Linked DNA regions of Mus musculus: region 1 is linked to region 2. A link is a contact called in public promoter capture Hi-C data. All regions are on one chromosome and are shown on one strand. Each heading gives the region's core, a stretch centred on a gene start, on an enhancer-like site or on the middle of the called end of the contact. The rest is flanking DNA. Distances are from core to core; before and after follow the strand shown. Region 1 holds the start of Mmachc (methylmalonic aciduria cblC type, with homocystinuria). Region 2 holds the start of Eif2b3 (eukaryotic translation initiation factor 2B, subunit 3).

The links. Capture Hi-C pulls out chosen DNA fragments and counts their contacts.
Region 1: a contact with region 2 is called in a promoter capture Hi-C map of adipose tissue. The contact joins the promoter of Mmachc here to the promoter of Eif2b3 in region 2. A contact is called at or near these places in 1 of 39 promoter capture datasets (hippocampal neurons), 1 of 15 datasets of contacts at CTCF or cohesin (the NIH/3T3 cell line), 2 of 115 datasets of contacts at active chromatin or transcription factors (bone marrow-derived macrophages and embryonic basal ganglia) and 4 of 9 other capture datasets (adipose tissue, liver, macrophages and 1 more).

Annotation. Positions count from the first base shown.
Region 1 is chr4:116,705,938-116,710,027 of GRCm38.p6, forward strand. It overlaps Mmachc (methylmalonic aciduria cblC type, with homocystinuria), which reads right to left and starts at 2,448. Exons shown (of 4, transcript NM_025962.3): 1 at 2,301-2,448; 2 at 1-138. The coding sequence starts at 2,381. Ccdc163 (coiled-coil domain containing 163) reads left to right here and starts at 2,658. Exons shown (of 10, transcript NM_026714.3): 1 at 2,658-3,157; 2 at 3,303-3,336; 3 at 3,501-3,682; 4 at 3,787-3,868. The coding sequence starts at 3,080.
Region 2 is chr4:117,017,663-117,021,675 of GRCm38.p6, forward strand. It overlaps Eif2b3 (eukaryotic translation initiation factor 2B, subunit 3), which reads left to right and starts at 1,740. Exons shown (of 12, transcript NM_001111277.2): 1 at 1,740-1,814.

The sequences.
Region 1 (4,090 bases), core at 1,198-3,697, 310 kb before region 2:
TTGGAAGTGGCAGCTCTTTAAGAAGGGTTTGAGGGCTCTGTCAAACATAGCAGGTGTGCTGAGTACCAGGAAGGCCAGGGTAGGTCCTGGGAAGGGCAAGTGGAAGGCTGGAGGCAGGAGTTCATTGTACCACGCCACCTGGAACACAGAAAGCTCAGGCAGTTGGATCTCTGAGTTTGAGAACAGTCTGGTTTACAGAGCAAGTTCCAGGACAGCCAGGGATACACAGAGAAGCCCTGTCTTTTTTTTTTTTTTTTTTTTTTTTTTGGGGGGGGGGTGGGGAGAATTAAAAAAAGAAAAAAGAAAAAGAAAGAAAGAAGCTGGGCGTGGTGGCGCACGCCTTTAATCCCAGCACTTGGGAGGCAGAGGCAGGTGGATTTCTGAGTTCAAGGCCAGCCTGGTCTACAGAGTGAGTTCCAGGACAGCCAGGGCTACACAGAGAAACCCTGTCTCGAAAAAACAAAACAAAAAAAGAACCCCATCCCCCCGCCCCTCTCCCCCACCAAAAAAAAAAAAAAAGGAAAGAAAAAAAGAAGGAAATGCACTAGGGGAAGGCTTGAGAGATTAGTAGGAGAGAGGTTGGGCCTGGCCTTACATATCAACTTAAAAACTATGGCACCAACTTGGTGAAGATGAGGAGTCATTTAACCCTTAAAAGAATAAAGTGACCAATAATTGCATTACTAAGATCTGGTTGCGCTGTAGAGAATGGATTGGAGCCAAGATGGCAGCAAGGAGATTATAATAATTCATATGTGAGAAGTGTTCTGGGATATAGGATAGGTTGGTGGGCTAAAAACAACAACCTGTGTTTGGAAGATTCAGGTGATATTCATGGTGGCTGTTGGATATAGGACTGGAAAGGTGAGTAGCAAGACCTTAGGAGACAGGCGGGGCTAACTCTGCTCAGTATAATAGTTCCTATTATCCAGACTAGACACACACAAGTTTAAAATAAGATGGGGTCTCACTATAGCTCTGGCTGACCTGGAGCTTGCTATGTATATCAGGCTGGTCTGGAAGACTCGGCCTCCTGAGTGCTGGGGTCAAAGGCTTCAGCCACCATGCCTCACATTCACATAGGCACTTCTATTCTTTCCCATATCTGCCTTCCATCACTACCTTCCATCACTGCCTCCAAATTCTGACTTTTAAAAAAAGATTTAGTTACTTATTTTATGTATGTGAGTACACTGTAGCTGTCTTCAGACACACCAGAAGAGGGCATCAGATCCCATTACAGATGGTTGTGAGCCACCATGTGGATGCTGGGATTTGAACTCAGAATCTCTGGAAGAGCAGTCAGTGCTCTTAACTGCTGAGCTCTCTTTCCAGTCCCAATCTGACTCTAGAATGTACATAATTCTCCTCTCCTTTCAATCCATCTTTTCATATACATTTCTCTGTTTTTGTGCTGGTGACTGAGATTTGCAAATGCTAAGCCAGCACTCTAGCTAGCTAGCCATCCACCTATCAGATAAATTTCTGATAGATGGATAGATAGATATACATCTCACTTAGTTTTATAGCCTCAGCTTTCAATTTTGTTTTTGCCTCATTACTAGGAATTGAACCCAAGACCTCAAGCATGGCTTTCAAACTAGACTTAACTTCTCAATAGTATCTTCTTACAAGTCTTCCCCTGGAAAGCTCAATGGCCTAGGAATCTTAAGATAGGCCAAAGGACACAGGCGGATTTTAGTTTGTGTCTTAAACATAATTTTGTTCACTCAGCACTGTGGGAGGAAAGTGTGGAATAGGGCGGGGCTGGGTGGGGTGGAGAGGGACTGTGGTTACAGAGACTTCTGTACCAGGCGAGCGTGAGGAATTTCTATGCTCAGTCCCGTATTGATGGCAAGCAACACCATGAATTAGCCTTCTGTTGGCTGGCCGAACAAACTAGCCAATTGTCTCTTGTTCAACATTAGGAATACTCTTCTCTCTTCATCTGATCGAGTACACTGTCACACCAACCTTCCAAGTTTTGACCTCTTCTAATTCCTTTGGAAGAATCTGATGATCCCGCCCACACCGGGAGACCGTTTTCTGGTAAATTATAATGATGACAGGTTAGGGGATCTTGGGCTGTATCCCATTCATTTGTTTGACATCATAAAGACATAAAAGGGCAAACATGTGTTTCTCTACGTTTTTTAATCAAGCCCCATTTTACAACACGACCTGGTCATCAGATGGCTGCAGTAGGTTGAGAGGATCAGAAGGGCTCACCGGCCTTCACACTTTTGGCACCAAGGCCAATCCTAGAGCTCACCCTAGGACCACAGGGAAGACAAACCAACCTGGAAGGGATAAACTTCGAAGCCAAAAGGACACAAGGTGTCCTCAATCTTCTGCTTCAGCTCTGCGACTCGCGGCTCCATAACGCACGCTGAACGCTGAGCTTGCTGGGAAATGGAGTCTCATAGCTAACTTAGGCTTGTATGCGTCCATCAGGGCTGGACTACATTTCCCAAGAAGTAAAGGAATAGTAACGGACTCAACTGACTCTGCACGGTGCATCTTGGTACACGTAGTTACTTTTGTCCTTGTAGCCCAAACATAACCGAGTCTGGAAGACTCCGTGTCCCGACGAGCTTCACGGGAGGTGTGAGTGTGAACGCACAGGGCACGTATTTCCAGGGAAACGTATTTCCGCCCTCTATTGCCTGTGGTCTCCGCAAGAAGCGGACTCAGTTTCCCGGGTGGCGCTGCGGCACCGGTACTTAAAATCTCATTCTCCGCCTACCAGAGTTTGAACTCTTGAGCGGCACTTGTCACTTGTCTCAGTGGTGATAGCGTCCTTGATTTGTGGAGGTCTCAACCAAAATTCGGTTCATTCTACCCTCTCGATATTATTCTGTTTTCTTCCCCCCTCCCCGACCCCCCACTTTTCAAAGTACTCTGTTCCGTAGTTCTAGATTCACAGTATTGCTATCGCACTGTTTCTGTAGCCCTAATATATTCCCACTTTCCTTATTTCCATCTAACTCTGTGGCTTGTCCTGGGCTGGCCCGCGGGTATCTGAGTGTGGAAGAGCAAGAACAGGGAAAGTTAGAGACGCAATTTCAAGTGCTCCAGGATGAACAGGAGCCCTAGCTGGTCTGATCAGCTTCATGCGGTTCTCAGTTCAACTGATGAAAATATGGCCCGGATTAAGGTAAGAGGGGGACCTCTGGGATCCCCATCTAACCCCTCCCATTGGGAGGCTAGGCTAGGGCTTAGTAAAGGGCACTGAGAGCTCACTGGCTTGTTGAACTGTTTGCTGGTTTTTTTTTTTTTTTTTTTTTTTTTTTTTTTTGTAGCAGAGTTTGTATCCCTTTCGAGTTTCCTCTACAGGTAAGTATTGTCTTTTCTCCCAGCCCTTTGTCTTCTCAGAGCCTCCTTTCTTTCAGTGCCTGCCTGTACAGCTCACAGTTCTGTACAAATCCCAGCTACTTCCTGTCCTCTGATTTCCTACACAGACAGACCCTGCTCTTGTCCCTTCCCTATTCCCACAATAGGGGACCTGGCTGACACCTGGACTTCTCATCGCTTACCTCCTCAGCCAGAGGCCCAAGCTCAACAGCCTTGGGCTCTAAAGACTCCCACTCTTGGAGAGAGACTGAGCTGTACTGAAGCCCACAGCTCCTCTCTCTGGGATGAAGTTACTAAACTCCGATCCCAGCTTCAGGCTCAGGCTCAGGTGAGGTATTAGGGGTATGTACGTGGTGATAATGTGAGACGAGAATATTAGGAGTTGGGACAATGACTTAGAAAGGAATGTCTGGGTTTTCTCTGCTTGGGTAGGTGACTGAGGCGCTGAAGCATTCTGTACAGAGCCTGTTGAAGGATCGGGAGCAACATATGTTCAAGATCAGTGCTCTAGAAGGTATTGGGCCAATTCTTTTCTATGTATGGCACACAGAGTTTTAAAATGGAAACCAAGAGTTTTGCACATGCTAATGATCTGTGCTCTACCACTGATGTACATACAGCTTTCGAGTTTTGCACATGCTAATGATCTGTGCTCTACCGCTGATGTACATACAGCTTTCGGTTGTGGGGCTTAGCCTTTTAGTGAATGGGTGAGCTTCTCTCCCTCCAGCCCTAC
Region 2 (4,013 bases), core at 490-2,989:
AAAACTTGTCATATAATGTTCATCTGCTCAATAATTTCTGATCAAATAAGCAATCATTCAAAATAGCTTGAGTCAAGGCCAAGGCTCAATCAAAGGTCCAGGCCCAGGCCTAGGCTCAGACTGTGAAATTCCAGTTTAGACTCATGCTCCCTTTAAGTTGTCACCGTTGTGGTGTCCCCACTCCCCACTCCTACTTTTGAGACAGGTCTCCTTATTTAGCTCAGGATTTACAGTCCTTCTCCCTCAGCCTTTGAGATCACAGACATGCAATACCATGCACAACCACACTAAAAGCTTTTATATGCCAATATGAAGACAGGACTGTAGGCCCTGGGCTGCAGACACCATGGGGCTTGTTTCCTCCTGTGCTATCTGAGTTAAGAAGCTATTAAAAAAGAGTGCTTCTGTCTCTGTTTTCTTACGTTATGTTCATTATACATTCCACAGAAAAAACTTATGTTCCTTGCTATAGCCTACAAGCCGGTGGGGTCTGAATTCTCTGGTCTCCTCCATCTGGCTCCCTCTGGTAGCCTTTACTCACCCACTTCCCCTCTCACTTTATTTCTGCTGCAGTGCCCTTCCTACTCTTTATTGAACTCCGGGGTTTCTTTTGGGATTTGTTTGTTTGTTGCTGTTTTTTTGTTTTTTTGTTTTTTGAGACAGGGTTTCTCTGTGTAGCCCTGCTGTCCTGGAAATCACTCTGTAGACCAGGCTGGCCTCGAACTGACAGACATAGGCCTGCCTCTGCCTCCCAAGTGTTGGGATTATAGGCATTCACCACCACGGGCAGGATCTTTGCACTTGCTGTCTAGTCAGCTTGCAAGGCTCTTTCCCAAGGCTCAACCCGACTTACTCTCTTCAAACCATTAAGTGCTATTGTAAGACCCCCAAAGCTGGGCCTCAGCTCAAGTCCCGGGATGAGCTGGCCCGCACCCCAATAACTCAACAGCTCTTCTCTGCCGGGTATCCTTGGTAAAATTACAATTATCGCATCTCTGGTTGTAAGGTATAGAAACAAAAAGGCTTTTTGCTGGCTATAGAGAACAAAGAGCTTCTTTCTAGCTGTATTTTTAGAGAACAGGGAAAACAAGCTTGGGGGAATGTTTTAGGGGCTTTACCTCCCAGGGAGAAACGCTCTAAGTCCGGTTCTCACACTATCAGAAATGAATTTATTGTTTGAATGGCTAAAGTTTGCTGACACAAAGGCCAAATCAGGCATCTTGCACACTAGAAGCCTAACCAACCGCTGGCTTGCAAGGGAATTTAGTAGGTGTTTTGTTTTGCTTTGTTTTTTTAAATTCTTGAATCTTCTATGAGTGTTGGTGCAGGTCTTTAATCCCAGTCTACCGGGGGCAGAGGCAGGGGAGATTGCAGCTGGCGGTTCTCTGTGAGTTCGAGGCTAGCCTGGTTTACAGAGTGAGTTCCAGGACAGCCAGGGCTACACAGAGAAACCCTGTCTTGAAAAAAAAAAATCACAAAACAAAACAAAAAGTATTGACAAGCCAAATTTACAGTGCCGTGAGGCTGGGATTTAGAATGGCAACTCCGAAACGTTAGAGATTGAAGGGGACATTTAACAAGCACTAGGCAGCAATACAGAAACTCCACGCCACGGCTCGTCGGTCGCTTGGTCTCCGGCACGCTCCGCAAGAGCATCCTTGCCTTCTGCCATCTATTACTCGGCACTCGTTCCTCCTTCCTGAGTCGGCGCGTCGTATCGAACCGCTCGGCCACCGCGCGCCTGCGCTCTTGGCTTGTCAGCCAGAGGCGGCGTGGGGAGCGCTGGGAGAGGCTGCGGCGTGCGGATAGCTGAGGTAAAGCCGGGGCTAGTGCGGTGCCAGGCGGGGCACGAGCTGGCTGAGCAGGGAGAGCGGCGCGCGGATGCTGGAAAGCCGGGTTCCTGTGAGGGAGGCCAGCTAGCCGAGCAGGACCCGAGTAGGCAGACAGGGACTGCGCTCCCGAAATCGCCGGGCGAGACACTGCCGGCCCTGGCCGTAGAGCCATGCGTCCCGACTGGGGGACTGGAGAGTCCAAGCCTTGTGCAACAGATGGAAAAACTGAGTTTCAGGGAGGGACAGTTCTGCCCGAAGTCACACCGAGTGAGCACTAGACTCCCTTGGTGCCTTGCTGACATGGTTTCCACATTATTTATTCGTCCCACATTTATTTGGGCTCAAGGCAGGGACTAAATGGGATACAGTAAGGCCCTTTTAGGCAGCGCGCAAAGGTTTGGCAAACCAATTACAATGCAGTAGCCGATCTTACAATTTAGGACAGAAGACGGCAACTGTGAGGAAGGCATGACTGGGACTCTGTAAACGCCTCCTGTAAAACTTGGAGGCTGGTGAGACTCATCGACTTGGTATTGGGAGTCACGACGGTAAAGTTGAAACTTTTAAGTCTAGCCTTATGATTGGTTAGGTTCATAAGTATTCTTGTTTCTTAGGTTGCGTCTTTTTTTTTTTTTTTCCTCCTTAACCCAGAGATTGAGAACAGGAACTTTAGGTTCTAGCCACCTGGGTTCCAAATGTGTTCTTGTACACATTTGAGCTTAACACTAATGTGGGGTTGCTGTGAGGTTCACAGATGCTCATTCCACATATAGTATCTGGCATCTGACTGGGTGTATCCTGACAACACATAGTCCCCAACTTCAAGGAACTCACTCTTAATAGGCATTTAAATGAATGCCTGCAGTGAAGCCTATAAAGGTTGACACAGTCCGTACAGAGTATAGTAGAAGCAGCAGGTGAAAGAAGTCCCATCATTGGTGTGCAAAAAGTTAGTTGTAGCTTCATGCTATGCAAGATGATTTCTGAGCAGAGTCTTTTTAAAGAGTTTTGCTACTTGGTTACTTGTCCCAGGAGAAAACCAGCCTAAAGCAGGAGTAGCCGTAGACCTGCAGTTCTGGCTGCTAAGGTGGTAAGACTGGGAATCACTTGAGCCCAGGAGGTTAATTCACACTTTATAACCAGGTATTGGCACTAGATTCACAAGCATCAATATGATGACCTCTAGAAGTGGTTCTAGAGTCTGGAACCACCAGGTTGCATGTACTGATCTGTAGTGAGGGTCACATCTAGGAAAGGCCATCACACTAGCTATGACAGCGTAATAATACCTGTCCACTTAAAAAGGACCTATAGGGGGCTGGAGAGGTGCCTCAGTGATTAAAAGCAGCGTATATTCTTCCAAAGGACCTAGGTTCAGTTCTCGGCACCTACATGATAGCTCAGAACCATCTATAACTCCACTTACAGGGGATCTGACTCCATATGTGCACTCAACACACACATAAAATTAAAAAAAAAATAAGTATTTGTTACAAAAGAAAACCCAGAGTTATAGCACAGTATATTTTAGTTGGTATAGTGTGTTTTCCGTGATCCAGCATCTGTCCAATAATATGAAACATGTATATAGTGCGTGTGATAGGATGAACGTTACTTTGCATGTCTTATAGAGAAATACTTTTTTATTCTTGTGTAGGGGATCCAGCCTAAGGCCTCATAAATACCAGACAAGTGAGCCCTCATTTAATCCCAACAGCTTCATGAATGTGTGGATGTGTATATTCCTAAATACATAACTACAGCTGCTCTCTCATAATCATGTTGATTATGTGTATTTCCCCAGGACTGGTCATTTGGTATTGGATAATCAATTGATGTTCACTATTTCACTTGCTCTCAGAATTTCTTAGTTGCCTGTAGTTTTTTTTTTTGCTTAGGGTTGAGGCCTTGTAAGCTTTCCCTCCCAGACATTAACATGTCAGTTGGTGTTATCCTTGTTCAGGTCTCGTTTAGGAAGCCATGTTGGTGACACTTTATGGCTGTATAGTCTCTGGCATATCTAGGAGACACAGACCATATCTAGCAAACCTCCTGTCCCTCTGTCTTTTTAATGATCACGGAGCCTTGGCTGCGGGACTTTCTTACAGGTATTAGTTGGGACCAGGCTCCACAGCTCTTTGTTTTGATCAGTTGTGGTCTTCTGTGATGATCTAAATCTTT